Regions from separate parts of the Muntiacus reevesi genome. Here region 2 is linked to region 1. A link is a contact called in public Hi-C data. All regions are on one chromosome and are shown on one strand. Each heading gives the region's core, a stretch centred on a gene start, on an enhancer-like site or on the middle of the called end of the contact. The rest is flanking DNA. Distances are from core to core; before and after follow the strand shown. Region 1 holds the start of PSMD4 (proteasome 26S subunit ubiquitin receptor, non-ATPase 4). Region 2 holds the start of PRUNE1 (prune exopolyphosphatase 1).

Region 1 (3,169 bases), core at 643-3,142:
ACAGTTTACAAAGCACCATGACACACATTTTGCCTACCTGTGCTATGAGAAAAGTAGATGCTACTATTATATTCTCATTTTATAGGTAAAGTGAGAGATTTACTACGTTCTCAAGAACATGCAGCTGGAAAGTACCCAAAACACAGGTTTTTGAATTCCAAATCCTGTCCTCTTTCTACTCTTAACTTGCTTTCTCCCAGAGGTTGCCATATTTAGCAAATGAAAATTCAGGGCTCTCAGAATTCCCTGGTGACACAGTGGTAAAGAGTTCGCCTGCCAATGCAGAGGACGTGGGTTCGATCCCCGGTCTGGGAAGATCCCACATGCTACAGAGCAACTAAGCCCGAGTGAGCTGCAACTACCGAGCCTGTGTGCCACAACTACTGAAGCTCCAGCGCCTAGAGCCTGTGTTCCTCAACAAAAAGCCACAGAAATGAGAACCCTGCAAACCCTCACCACAACAAACAGTACCCCCACTCCCAGCAACTACAGAAAGCCCAGGCAAAAGCAATGAAGACCCGGCACAGCCAAAAATAAATAAATAAGAGAAAATACAGGACTCCCAGTTAAATCTGAATTTCAGACAAACAACAGCAACTTTTTAGTGAAAGTATGTCCCATGCAAAGCCATTTTGGTATTAAAAATAATTGTTTATCTGAAATTCAAATTTTACTGGGCATCCTGTGTGTTATCTGGCAACAGTATCTTCCCAGAAAAAAGAAAACCGTCAGGTGTCTGTTCCATGCAATTGGAGACTTGTGTGTGTCTGTGTACTATTCTGTTTTCATTCTAGGCTCACACTTAAAAGAAACTCTTGAAACCTTGCAAAAGTGTGGTCCTCAGTTCCTAACAGCTACTCAGCCAAGTCTGAGACTGATGAAGACAGAGAGCTCACTGGGTAAGAGCCCAAGCGTCTTTGAGTCTGATAATCCAGGGTTTAAACCTAGGCTCCACCACTTAATCGGCTGTGTGATTTTGTGTAAGTCATTTAAAACTGCCGAGACGCGGTATCCTCATCTGTAAAAGGCAGGGAGTATCGTGAGGCTTAAGTGAGATGAAGCAAATTAAATGCCTAACATTTAGAAGGTAGCTTAGTCGGTAAACAATCTGCCTGCAGTACAGGAAACCCACATTCGATCCCAGGGTCGGGAAGATCCTCTGGAGAAGGAAATGGCAAACCACTCCAGGATTCTTGCCTGGAAAATCCCAGGGACAGAGGTGCCTAGCGGGCTACAGTCCATGGAATCGCCAAGAGTCCGACACGACTTCGCCACAAACACTTTTTTTTTTCCTTTCTTTTTTGCCACAAACACTTATAAAGTACTCTTCTAGTGCCTTTGACGGTAACACCAGGAAAAGCAAAGGAGTCAGTGACGAGCGAATGGGGCGAGGAAGCGATTTGAAACTCTCTTCCTAACTAACACCCATCATTTTGAGAGGAAGGCAGAAGACTATCATGGTGAGTCCGAGAAGCAGGACTCTAGCTAAAGACAGATGTAGGCTGGTCTGGAGAAGACGACGCTAAAGGAGAAAAATAGCAGGGCCGGTCCATGACTGTCCGCGGACTGAGGGTTAAGGGGGGTACCTCGGGCCCGTCAGTCGGGAACTACCTCTGGGGCCCCGGGATGACTCAGGGAGTCGCTGGAGCTCCTTTCCTCCCGGCCCAAGGCCTCATCTCTTCCGTCAGGCTCCCTCCCCCACCCCAGGCCCACCCGGCCTCCGAGCTACAGGCGCCCCAGACCCAGTCCCGCTCCCCAAGGGGGCCCGAGGCGGCGCCTCACCAAACCATAGTGCTTTCCAACACCATCGTGCCTCCTTCCTCCCTCCCGGACCGGTTCTCCTGGACCACCTAACAACAACTCCTCCAATTGGCCTGGCGCGCATCACCAATCACTGATCTCGACTGGGCCAGCAGGTTCCGCCCTCATCCCCGTGTTGCTTTCTGGGAGTTGTAGGCGCCGCCAGAAAAAAAAAAAGTAGGCGCTGTTTGGGGCGGAGGGAGGGGCCAAGTAACAAAAAAGAGGGCCACACCTCCACCTGCCCTGCCATTCAGGCTTTCTGGTGGCGTTCCTTGCCGAGATCTAAGAGAAAATGTGAAGGAACTTCTGAAAGTGCTGAGGCTATGTCTATTCCAGTATCATCGTTTTTATTTTATTTTATTTTTTACTTTTATTTGCATTTATTTTCTGCGGCATTTGTTCCCGGGCCATAAGTTTTTGTTTCTTCAGTTTCTTCTGGGATATCTTTTTCTTCTGTGGAACCTCCTCTTCTGGTTTAGGAACAATCTGTTCTTTTTCAGTAAGGATCATCTCAATGTGGCAGGGAGAGCTCATGTAGGGGTTGATCCCACCGTGAGCTCTGTAAGTCCTGCGCCGCATCTTGGGGGCTTTGTTCACTTGGATGTGCTCAATGACCAGAGAATCTACATTTAAGCCCTTAAATTCAGCATTACTCTCTGCATTTTTGAGCATGTGTAGTAAAAATTCAGCACTCTTTTTGGGCCACCGACCCTGCGTCCAGCCCCACTGTTTGGCCTATGCACACCTACCAACTCCACCATTGTAACGACGGAATGGCACACATTGCTTCTTTAAAGTGACATCCTTCAGATGCTTGGTGGTTTTTTGGATATGCATACCCTTTATGGCCTGGGCAGTCTCACGAGTGTTCTTAAAGTGAACACGAAGATTTGAACCTCTTGATTTGCATGATTTTGTGGGGTTTTCTGGGTCAAGTGAATAGCTCACCATTTTCAAGGGTCAGCTCAGGTCGCTTCAGTATCATCGTTTTTAAAAAGTGGTGGGATGACTACTGACTTTCCAGCTCCCCCGGTTCCCCATGGCACATCAAACAGCTAAGCCCTTAAGCCTCTGAATTGCATTTGTTTGTGTAGTTGTCTTTCCCATTTCATCAAGGGCAAAAGCAAGTGAAAGTGTTAGTCTATCAGTCGTGTCCCACTCTTTGCGACCCCATGGATTGTAGCCCGCCAGGCTTCTCTGTCCACGCCACGGAATTCTTCAGGCAAGAATACTGGAGTGGGTGGCCATTTCCTTCTGCAGGGGATCTTCCCCAACCCAGGGATCGACCCAATCTCCTGCACTGCAAGCAGGTTCTTTACCATCTGAGCCACCAGGGAAGCTCCCCATTAAGGGCAAGAAAGGTGTCAAT
Region 2 (3,032 bases), core at 59-2,558, 190 kb after region 1:
AACCGGGCGCCCCGGGAGTCCGCCGTTACCCCGCCCCCAGCGGCGGAGGCCAAGTTCTGTGCCCAGAGACTCACGGGAGGCGCGAAGTGGGGAGTGGTGCGGAGGCATCCTGGGAAATGTAGTCCCGCAGCTCCGCTATGGCCCCCAAGAATTGCGGGAAGGAGAATTATCCGAGTTCACAAATGTGTATGTGTCATATAATCTATCTTTGTGGCTTCTGAACTTTCCCTCTTGAGTCAGGCTAAGTATAGCGTCTTTCCATAAATTATATCGACCACCTGGTTGACATCTAAAATTCCACTGGGCAAAAACAACTCTTCGTCTTTCTTGAATTCTCTTCCTTACCAAACTAACACATTATGTGGTCTTCCTTGTTATAAAAAAATTTTAATAATCTCTGACCTCTCTTCTTTACTTAATACCTATAGTCTCTTGCCAACTCCTGCTGCTTCTTTTACAACTCTGTAGCCATTTGGCAAAACGTCTCATTCTTCCCCGGTCTGTTGTAACCTGGGGTCTATACGCCCTGCCTCCCAGTTGTCCCAACTGCCCTTTCAGCCTGCGGAGTTGCTTGAAGTTTCATCCTGCCGTAGCCCTGTGAGTAGAGCTTGGAAGGCCTTTAAGAATGTAGAGTTGGGTTCCAACCTCCTTTAACTGCCACCTTCCAGCCCCAGAGGAGTGCAGCGTACTGCATGTAAATGTACTCTCACCATCAAATGTTCCCTCACTTATGAATCCGTCCCTTTTTTTTTTTTTTCTGCAGCCAGCCTCACACCAGTTTTTCCTCCTCATCAAGCTAGGAATTGAGGGGAAGTGATGGATGAGAAGCTGAGGCCTGTGGGGGTAACAAGGACCAGAGCACAGGGGTATGGAATCCCCTGCTTGCTCAGCTAGTTTTCTGCTTGCTTCACTCGCTGCTTCTTCCGCACCTTTTGCATTACCAGGGTGCAGCCCCACCGGTTTCATTTCTTAACTAAAAAAAAGAAAAAATGATACAGTACGGACTTCGAAAGGATCAGGATTTTTTTCACTTTAAATGAATAAATATGAAAATATCAGACTCTTTGGCCCTGTTTTTGGGAGGCAGGGCAGAGGACTGCCGCACCCAGGGAGATCCAACAAGCTTCGGTCCAGCCCTGCTCCTCCCAGCTCAGCCAGGGCCCTTGCTCTTCCCTAGTCTCACCAGAGAGGCACAAGTGCTCCATCCCTTCCAGCGGCAGGCGGAGAGAAGAGAAAGGGTCTGTTGTTTTTCTCTCCTTGTTTCTCTCCCTCACTGCTGATCACTAAGCTGCTGACCAGGTCAGAAAGCCCGAATGGAAATCCGCCAGTGCCGGGCAGGCTCCTCCTCCTTCGGGAAGCTTGTCCTTGACTGATTTTTCTTTGTCCCGATGGGGGAAAAAAGAGAGAGAGAGAAAGAACAAAAAAGAAAAACCACAAACTTCCTTTGAAAACCAGCGCTTGTAGACGGGGCCTGGAGCGCGCGCCCTAGACTCGGCGACTCAGATCCTGAAGACGCTCTGAGCGATCTGGGCGCACCTGGGCTGCACCCCTGCCTGGCTGCACCCTTCTCCAGGGCCCCCCGGTCGTGGGCGTGAGCCCGGAAGTAGCCACGAGCCAGCCGGGACCGCCGCTCGTAAACCTGGGTAAACCTGTGTAGACTCTGGCGTTGACAGCTGGGAGGCGGCCGGGACTGGCGGCGCCCCTGTCAGAGCCCACCTCCCTCACCGCAGTCCCGGAGTTGAACCCTCTTTCTAAGTCCTGGAACAGCCCCCACTTCTTTAAGGTAAAAACTGTCTTAACCATTTCCTTCAGCTTTTTTCCTTTCCCTCTCTAGCTTTGGGGAGGTGACCCTGCCTATCCTCCCACCCTGGGTCTGTCTAAGTCTGGATTTCTAGAGGCGCTCAGGCAGGAGTAAGTAAAAGAGATGCTACCTTTCCCCCTTTTAATTACACCTTCCCCGTCTCCCTTGCTAACAAGTAGACAGGGCACTGTGGCGGACTTATTCTGAGGGGAAAATCTAAACCATTAGTTGCATGAAGATTTGGGTCAGAGGGAGAGGGAGATTGGAATGGAACCCTACGCACTTGAAGGGAGAGTAAAGTTCCTGGGGAGCAGAGGTGGGAGGGGGAAGTGTCTTCTTGAAGCTACAGACCTGATTCCTGAGATTCTTCCAACTTCTGGCTATTTATTGCTACTGGCTAGGGAGGGGCAGGGGCTGTTTTACCTCCCCTGTCTGCCACCAGAGGATGATTCCAGAAAGTGTAGGATTTAGTTAAGAGGGAAGGAATGAATTCCTTGTTTAAGTACCTGAGAGTCTCAGAATGCATTCTGCTCTCAAGTACTCCATGCCCACTCCACCAGGTGTGGACCCTGTAGCCTGGAACTCTTCCAGTTACACTTCCTTCCCCTCTTCTGAAGAATTAGCCCACTTAGCTTTCAACCCAGTTTCTCTGAGACCCAGTTTCCTCTGGTAGTCCAGTTCTGGGTTCTTTTGGTTCACCAGATTGCCCAACCCCCACTTAATTATAGACCATTTGTGGCATTTGGATAGAAAAGATAAGAAGTAAGCCCTGTTTTTCTCCAAACTTTTAAAAAATTGTCCCAGGCTCTGCTTTCTGCCTCTGAGGCTCATCCTAAATGACATTTGGGAAGGAAGGAAAAAAGGAGAGAGATTTTTTTTAAAAAGTGTAAGGCCTGCGGGCAAATTTTGCTACTCCGATTCTAAATTAAATACATGGAATTGAGATGCAGCTAGCATAGATTATATTTTAATCAGAAGGGTGATCAATTTGGGTGACTAGTCTTATTTCCCTGACTTTTACTCATTACTCAACTTCACTTCCGAGGCTTTACCTTAGCTCTAAATTCCTGATTTACCTGATTGCGAAAGGAAGCATAGTCTCAGGTTAGGAGGAAGCAAGAGAAAAGGTTTCTAACAAGTTTATTTCTCTGCCTTTCTCACCCTGACCAAGGTGGAGAGGGGAGCAAGGAGGTTGAAGGGAGATATTTTCCAGGAGGCAGGGTTTGTGGTT

Evidence for each region. Hi-C and Micro-C count contacts between places; a contact is called where the count stands out from the background.
Region 2: a contact with region 1 is called in a Hi-C map of muscle, with 5 times the contacts expected there. The contact joins the promoter of PRUNE1 here to the promoter of PSMD4 in region 1. A contact is called at or near these places in 2 of 3 Hi-C or Micro-C datasets (blood and muscle).

What each region holds. Positions count from the first base shown.
Region 1 is chr1:82,111,000-82,114,168 of mMunRee1.1, forward strand. It overlaps PSMD4 (proteasome 26S subunit ubiquitin receptor, non-ATPase 4), which reads right to left and starts at 1,893. Exons shown (of 10, transcript XM_065904431.1): 1 at 1,783-1,893. The coding sequence starts at 1,808.
Region 2 is chr1:82,305,167-82,308,198 of mMunRee1.1, forward strand. PRUNE1 (prune exopolyphosphatase 1) reads right to left here and starts at 1,309. Exons shown (of 8, transcript XM_065904661.1): 1 at 1,184-1,309. It overlaps MINDY1 (MINDY lysine 48 deubiquitinase 1), which reads left to right and starts at 905. Exons shown (of 10, transcript XM_065904640.1): 1 at 905-1,783.